Linked DNA regions of Pan troglodytes: region 1 is linked to region 2. The links are chromatin contacts, called in public Hi-C maps. All regions are on one chromosome and are shown on one strand. The core of a region is the stretch at or near the end of the contact, and the rest is flanking DNA. Distances in the headings are between cores, read along the strand shown. Region 1 overlaps PXDC1 (PX domain containing 1). Region 2 holds the start of BPHL (biphenyl hydrolase like).

Evidence for each region. Hi-C and Micro-C count contacts between places; a contact is called where the count stands out from the background.
Region 1: a Hi-C map of stem cell-derived neural progenitor cells shows a contact between it and region 2, with 5 times the contacts expected there. The contact joins the enhancer-like site here to the promoter of BPHL in region 2. A contact is called at or near these places in 1 of 7 Hi-C or Micro-C datasets (stem cell-derived neural progenitor cells) and 1 of 1 datasets of contacts at active chromatin or transcription factors (stem cell-derived excitatory neurons).

What each region holds. Positions count from the first base shown.
Region 1 is chr5:9,695,814-9,698,996 of NHGRI_mPanTro3-v2.0_pri, forward strand. All of the region lies in intron 1 of PXDC1 (PX domain containing 1), which reads right to left. Among named protein-coding and RNA genes, the nearest start is that of PXDC1, 8.2 kb to the right of the region's middle. Within about 2 kb of position 1,263, at least 7 of the 24 cell types and tissues checked have an H3K27ac peak or open chromatin away from gene starts, as enhancers often do. A contact at or near this core is called in stem cell-derived neural progenitor cells, where this site is marked.
Region 2 is chr5:9,067,758-9,070,847 of NHGRI_mPanTro3-v2.0_pri, forward strand. It overlaps BPHL (biphenyl hydrolase like), which reads left to right and starts at 1,743. Exons shown (of 8, transcript XM_009450409.4): 1 at 1,743-1,949; 2 at 2,672-2,892. The coding sequence starts at 2,837.

The DNA.
Region 1 (3,183 bases), core at 13-2,512, 630 kb after region 2:
TCTTGCAATTTCTGATTGTTTTATATTCACTAAGGTTTCTCAGTTTCACAGCTGGAAACCTCAAGCTCCTGCTGCCAGCATGCCAAATTACAAATACTCAAATTTATAAAGAAAAAGTTCTGAGCAGAATCCACGTTGAAGACACTGCTTTATTTTCCAGGAACAGACAAGAACTATGAGTTTAAGAAATACTGCTTCCCCCAAAGCAAACTATTGCGTGCATCTGCGTTTCTTTCTATCCTACCTGTTGCACTCCTCCTTTGTGACTCAAGTGCTTTGGCTTCCAAATGGCTAGTGGATTCTTTCCAAATGCTGTCACCTGTTTACCATAAGCAACGATTTGAAAACTTGTTTTCAAAACTGCACTTAAATACAGTAATTTTAGATCATCTAAAACTTTTGGTTTTTATATTCCAAATATTGTTGATGGCATGACAATTCTGGGGGTTCCTGTCCGACTTGGTTTTACTGCCTGAGATCGCACGGATGAATACCGCAGGCAGGTGAAGAGGGTTGCCTATTCTGCCAAGCGAACCTGAAAACGGAAGCAGAGCCGCTTCACTCGGCTCTTTCAGGACTGACCAGCAGGGGGCGCGCGCACTCTGCGGAAAAAGCAGGATGGCGTTCACTGCAACGGACGCTTAAGGAAGCTAGCCTCAGAGTTCACAGCCCCGGAAACTGTTCTAATTTCTGATAAAGAATCACTAATACAACCTCAACTTTAAAAATTTCATCCTACACATTTTGTGACATGAGAATTTCATCCAGATGTAGCCAAACAATTAAGAATTTGAAACCAAAAAATTGGTAACACAATTGTACATAAATTCCAGTGGGCCAACTGGACACACATTTGGGGACTGAGTATCAACAGGGGGCTGCCAGCGTCACTTTTCTACCTAAAGGAGTCAGGTCTCGAAAGCTGAAAACACAGCGTTGTATCTGTCAATTTGGGGATTAGCTGCTTTGTGCAAACACAAACACCTGATTTGTTCTTGGAATCAGAACTGAACGCGCTGGAGGCAGTACAAAAATCTGACAGTGAGAGCCAACGTTAACAAACACCGCTTCCGGATCTCAGAAACCTGGGTCCAGAGTCCCACTTTTTTGGGAAGTGGAGGCTTTGGGCTCAACACTTGTGGTAACTGGCCCAGCTTCCTCCAGGGAGGACCTTGGCCATCTGACCCTAGCGGGAGGGCTTCCTGCTGCTGCAATTCTGAAACTAAAGGCAGGATGCTGCTCGGGTGCGCTGGGAGGTCACGCGTTAAAGAGCGTCCACTACCCAAAGAACAGGCCTCTCTGAGCACTCAGAGGACGCGGTTCCCACACGCACACAACAGACGGCCCCGGGGAAATGCTCTGCAAAGTGAGCTTTAACAAACTGAGTCAAACCATAAATTACATTTATATTGTTTCCTTTCCATTTAACAAATGTGCCCATCAGCACACTACACAGATGCAGAGGTGAAGGGGGGAACACAGCCTCATCTTGTGTGCTGCACGGGAGACACACATTCTTTAAAGGTTGACTATAATACACATCTTGGAAACTAAATATCTAAAATGTTTTAGGAAAGCCTTTAAAACTTCCTAAGTACCTGTTTTCTAAATAGGCAGTCAATGCTGAAGCAGCAGGGAGTTAAGAACTGACTAGCTGGTTATTCAATGCATAACTAAGCAACCCAGGGAAGTTCTAACTCCCTGGGAACCTGAGGCTGCTCTTCGCTATCCGAGACTGACACGTTTCCACCTGTGGAGTGTCACGCAGTATAACTGTACAAGGAGAGCGAAATTGCGGCTGTGTGGACACAAGGACAGAAGGCCTCCCCCACCTCCACCCTGCAATGCATCAGGGGCGCCCAGCAGCTGGTCCACAGCCACCTCCCCTCTACATCTTTTCAGGAGTGAAAAGCTGAGCTGAGAATGCAAGAGGAAGAGATGGAAGTGGCTGCGGAAAAACAGAACTCCCGGAGGACCCAAGCTGGGGGCTGAGGGAAGTCTCTCTTCCTCCCTCTGCAGCAGCGGCTGCCTTCTGTACCTGGGAGGTGGCTCCTAGAGCGACTGGGAAAGAAATGTTTGACTTAAACTTACTGAGCCCTGCTCTGCTCTTCCCGTAATCCTGCCTTCTCTAGGCCTTTTCATTATTTTCCCCACTAAAAGCCAAATCCCCTTCCTAAATTTTAGACTCAACATTCTCCAACAGCCATCCACTTAGCCAGTCCGTCCTGCAGCATCACAGGTTCCCAGGGGGAGCAGCCCACTCAGGCAGGCAGGAAGCACTTCAGTCGCTCTTCCCAAAGCACCCATGGCTCCTCCTCCACCAGGCTGGGGATACCACGGCCAACAAGATGGGATCCCGGCCTCCCGGCACGTCATGCTAGCCAGGAGGGCCAACAGGAGGCAAACACAGACCACAAAGTGTCCCCTGCCTGGCAAATCCGGGTGCCAGGAGGATGCACAGCAGGGGATCCCCCCCCACTCCTGGGCAGGAGGCGGCCTGAAGGGTGAGCGGATACAAGGGTGAAAGGGGTTGGGGAAAGAGGGAGTGAGATGGGGAAGGTGGAGGGCAGGGGTGGGGAGAGCTGAGACCAGAAAAGGGCAAGTGTGGTCTCACAAATCCCGGGAAAGGGCCTTGCCCATGAGGGACAAGGAGGCAACGGCCTCCAACGGAGGTTCTGGCCACAAGAACTCTGTGCACTTGGCAATTCTTATTTTTATTTATTTATTTATTTATTTATTTGAGGCGAAGTCTCGCTCTTGTCACCCAGGCTGGAGGGCAGTGGTGCAATCTCAGCTCACTGCAAGCTCCGCTTCCAGGGTTCAAGTGATTCTCCTGCCTTAGCCTCCCGAGTAGCTGGGACTACAGGCATGCGCGCTACCAGGCTCGGCTAATTTTTCTATCTTTAGTAGAGACGGGGTTTCACCACGTCGGCCAGGCTGGTCTCAAATTCCTGACCTCAAGTGATCCACCTGCCTCGGCCTCCCAAAGTGCTGGGATTACAGGCGTGAGCCACCACGGCCAGCAATTCTTTCTTAGGATCAGGCCTAGATCTTAGGATCTTTCTTAGGTAACCCAAGCCTGGCCCACACCCAGCACCAATTCTAGTTTCTGGACGAGCAAGGCCACAGGCCTAGTCCGTAGGGACCCCAATGAAGTTCGGTGGTGACCTCCCTCTTTGTGGG
Region 2 (3,090 bases), core at 493-2,992:
TGAGGTCAGGAGTTTGAGACCAGCCTGGCCAACATGGCAAAACCTCGTCTCTACTAAAATTACAAAAATTAGCCGGGCATGGTGGCGGGTGCTTGTAATCTCAGCTACTCAGGAGGCTGAGGCAGGAGAATTGCTTGAACCTGCGAGGCAGAGGTTACAGTGAGCTGAGATTGCGCCATTGCACTCCAGCCTGGGCAACAAGACCAAAACTCCGTCTCAAAAAAAAAAAAAAAAAATTGTGACACCAATAACCTAAAACTCAGTGCTACCGTTTTTTATTAGCACAAGGGTAACTGGTGTTGAAACTGTACAGACAGCTATTTTTATCATTTCTGAGATGAAACCCCAATCAACATATCAGGAAAAAAGGAAATACTGACCTCACCAAAGATTTCTGAAAGTCAAATGATATTAAACTCAAACATTATATATGTCTCTTTCCTTTTATGCAGGAATTAATGTGATAGATTTATGTTGAGAGTAGAATATGAAAACTTTTGCATAGTCTGTATTTAGGCCAAAACTGCCTTTACTACTCAAGAAAGCCCAATGGGCCAGTGAGGACACTGCAGGTGACAGAAATTTCTATGAGTGTAACACCTACAAGCACTGTGCTCACAGGACTGACTGTTACACCAAAAAGGTCTCTTGGAGGAAAAGAAATGCAATATGCAAAGAAGCTGTTGTCTCCAATTATTCAAGCCAAGGCTACAACAGTAGCCACAAATCTGCCAGTTATTTCCAATTAAGGCAGAACGATTGACTTAAAAAGAAATAGTTGTTTTTTTTCTCCACTGAGATTTCAATTAGATAATGTCTATAACCTTTATAAAGCTGCAATTATACAGCCAAAAGAAAAAAATTAATTGTGGTAAAACATACATAAAACTTACCACTTAAACCACTTTTAGGTGTGTAGTTCAGTGGCAGTAAGTACACTCACAATGTAATGCAGGCATCACCAAAATCCATCCCCAGGACTTTTTCATCTCTCCAAACTGAAACTCTGTCCCCATGAAACACCAACTTTCCATTCCCCCTTCCACCAGCCCTCAACAACCCCCATTCTATTTTCTGTCCCTATAAGTTTGACTCCTCTAGGTACCTTATTATATAAGTGGAATCACACAGTATTTGTCTTTTTTTGACTGGCTTACCTCCCTCAGCATAGTGTCCTCCAGGTTCATCCATGTAGTAGCAAGTGTCAGAATTTCGTTCTTTGTTCAGGCTAAAAAACGTTCCCTTGCATGCACAGACAACATTTTGCTTATCCATGTATCTGTTTTTGGACACTTAAATTGCTTCCACCCTTTTGGCTATTGTGAATAGTGCCGCTGTCAACGTGAGTGTAAAAACATTTCTTCTTGTACACCCTGTTCTAAATTCTTTTGGGTTATATACCCAGAAAAGAAAATGCTGGATCATATAACTGATTTGTTGAGGAACCGCAGTATTGTTCATCACAGTGGCTGCACCATTTTACATTCCCAACAGCAATATACAAGGGCTTCAATTTCTCTACATCTTCACCAACACTAATTTCTGGGGGTTTTGCTAGTAGCCATCCTAATGGGTGTGAAGTGGTATAAACAAAATTTAGATCCCATCATCTCTGAAAAGCAAATACACTTCCTAGTACTAGTCAGTACTAGATAGGTGCACAGCGTTTAGAACTTTACTTGATCCAACATAGCAGCCTGCCTAGAGCCGGAGCCCCGCCCACTCCGGAGCCCCGCCCACTCCGGAGCCCCGCCTGGACGCCCACGCAGCGAAGGCGCTATGGCTGGCGGCCTCGCCTCCTGGAAAAGCCATGGTCGCTGAGGCGACGAGCGAGGGCGGGGCAGCGCCGACGGGGACACTCGTCCCGGGAGCCAGAGCCAGCACCGAGAGGGGACGGTCTACGCGGGTGCCGGCCGTTCCAGGACTGCGAAACCACGAGCCGAGTTTCGGTCGCCCATGGGAAAGCACCCGGCAGGGCGTGGCTTCGGGGCGGGGCGGGCAGAGGGCGGAGCAGGATGGAGAGGCGAGATGGGCGGAGCAGAGGGCGTGGCTTCGGGGCAGAGTGGGCCGGGTACCGCGCTTGGTCTTAGCGCATGCGCGCTCCCGGCAGCTACGCGACCTGTGACCATGGTGGCTGTGCTGGGCGGCCGGGGCGTGTTGCGCCTGCGGCTGCTGCTCTCAGCGCTGAAGCCCGGGATCCACGTCCCACGGGCCGGACCCGCGGCCGCGTTCGGGTAATGGCGGCCACCTCGCCCCGGGGATCCCCAGCATCGGCGCGCTCGAGGGGCGGCGGGAGGGGCGCGTGCCGACAGCAGGAGTTCCCGGCGCGCGGGCACGGGGCGTGGGCGCGGCCTGGCTGCCCTGTCGCCCTTTGTGCCGCGAGACCCCGATCCTGGGGGCCAGCCGCGCTTGGTGCTCGAGCCCCTCGATCGTGCATGCGCCTCGGTCAGCCTCAGTTCAAGGAGTCTGGAGCCGTGGAGGCTTGGGCTATAGAGTGCAGCCCCTTCAGTGTGCAGACCAGAGAGACCCAGGGAGATACATTTGCCTGTAGTATGGACTCACCCGTGACGGAGCACGGACTAGAATCCCAACGCCCTCATTAGTCCATTGCTCTGTCCAGAGTCCACACTAAGGGCATAAGGACAATAATCTCTTCTTTCTCTTATGTCAGAAATCAGCCTGAGCCTGAGTACCGCTAAGGCTTTAATCACGGGCCCCGAGAGCCCTAAGTCTTCTCTTTGCTTGCTGATCTTAATGTGCAAAAGAATCACGTTGGGAACTGAAAATTCAGAATCCTGGGCCTCACTCCCAGAGGATCTGATCTACATGTGTGGAGATGCCCAGGAATCTGCTTTATTCTCTTTTGTCCTCCCACCTGTCCCCCCATTTCAGGTAAAACAATAACAAAAAAACTGGATTAATTTCTGACCTTCTGTCTTGAAAATGGATACTCTTGGTCCCAAGAGATACTGGGCAGAAATGTGGATAGAGCGGCATGAAGCTTGTTTTACTTTATTCTCTACATACATCCCTACACACATGCAAACACACGTATACAACGAACGTACACAGTGCATGTGCGCAGTTGAC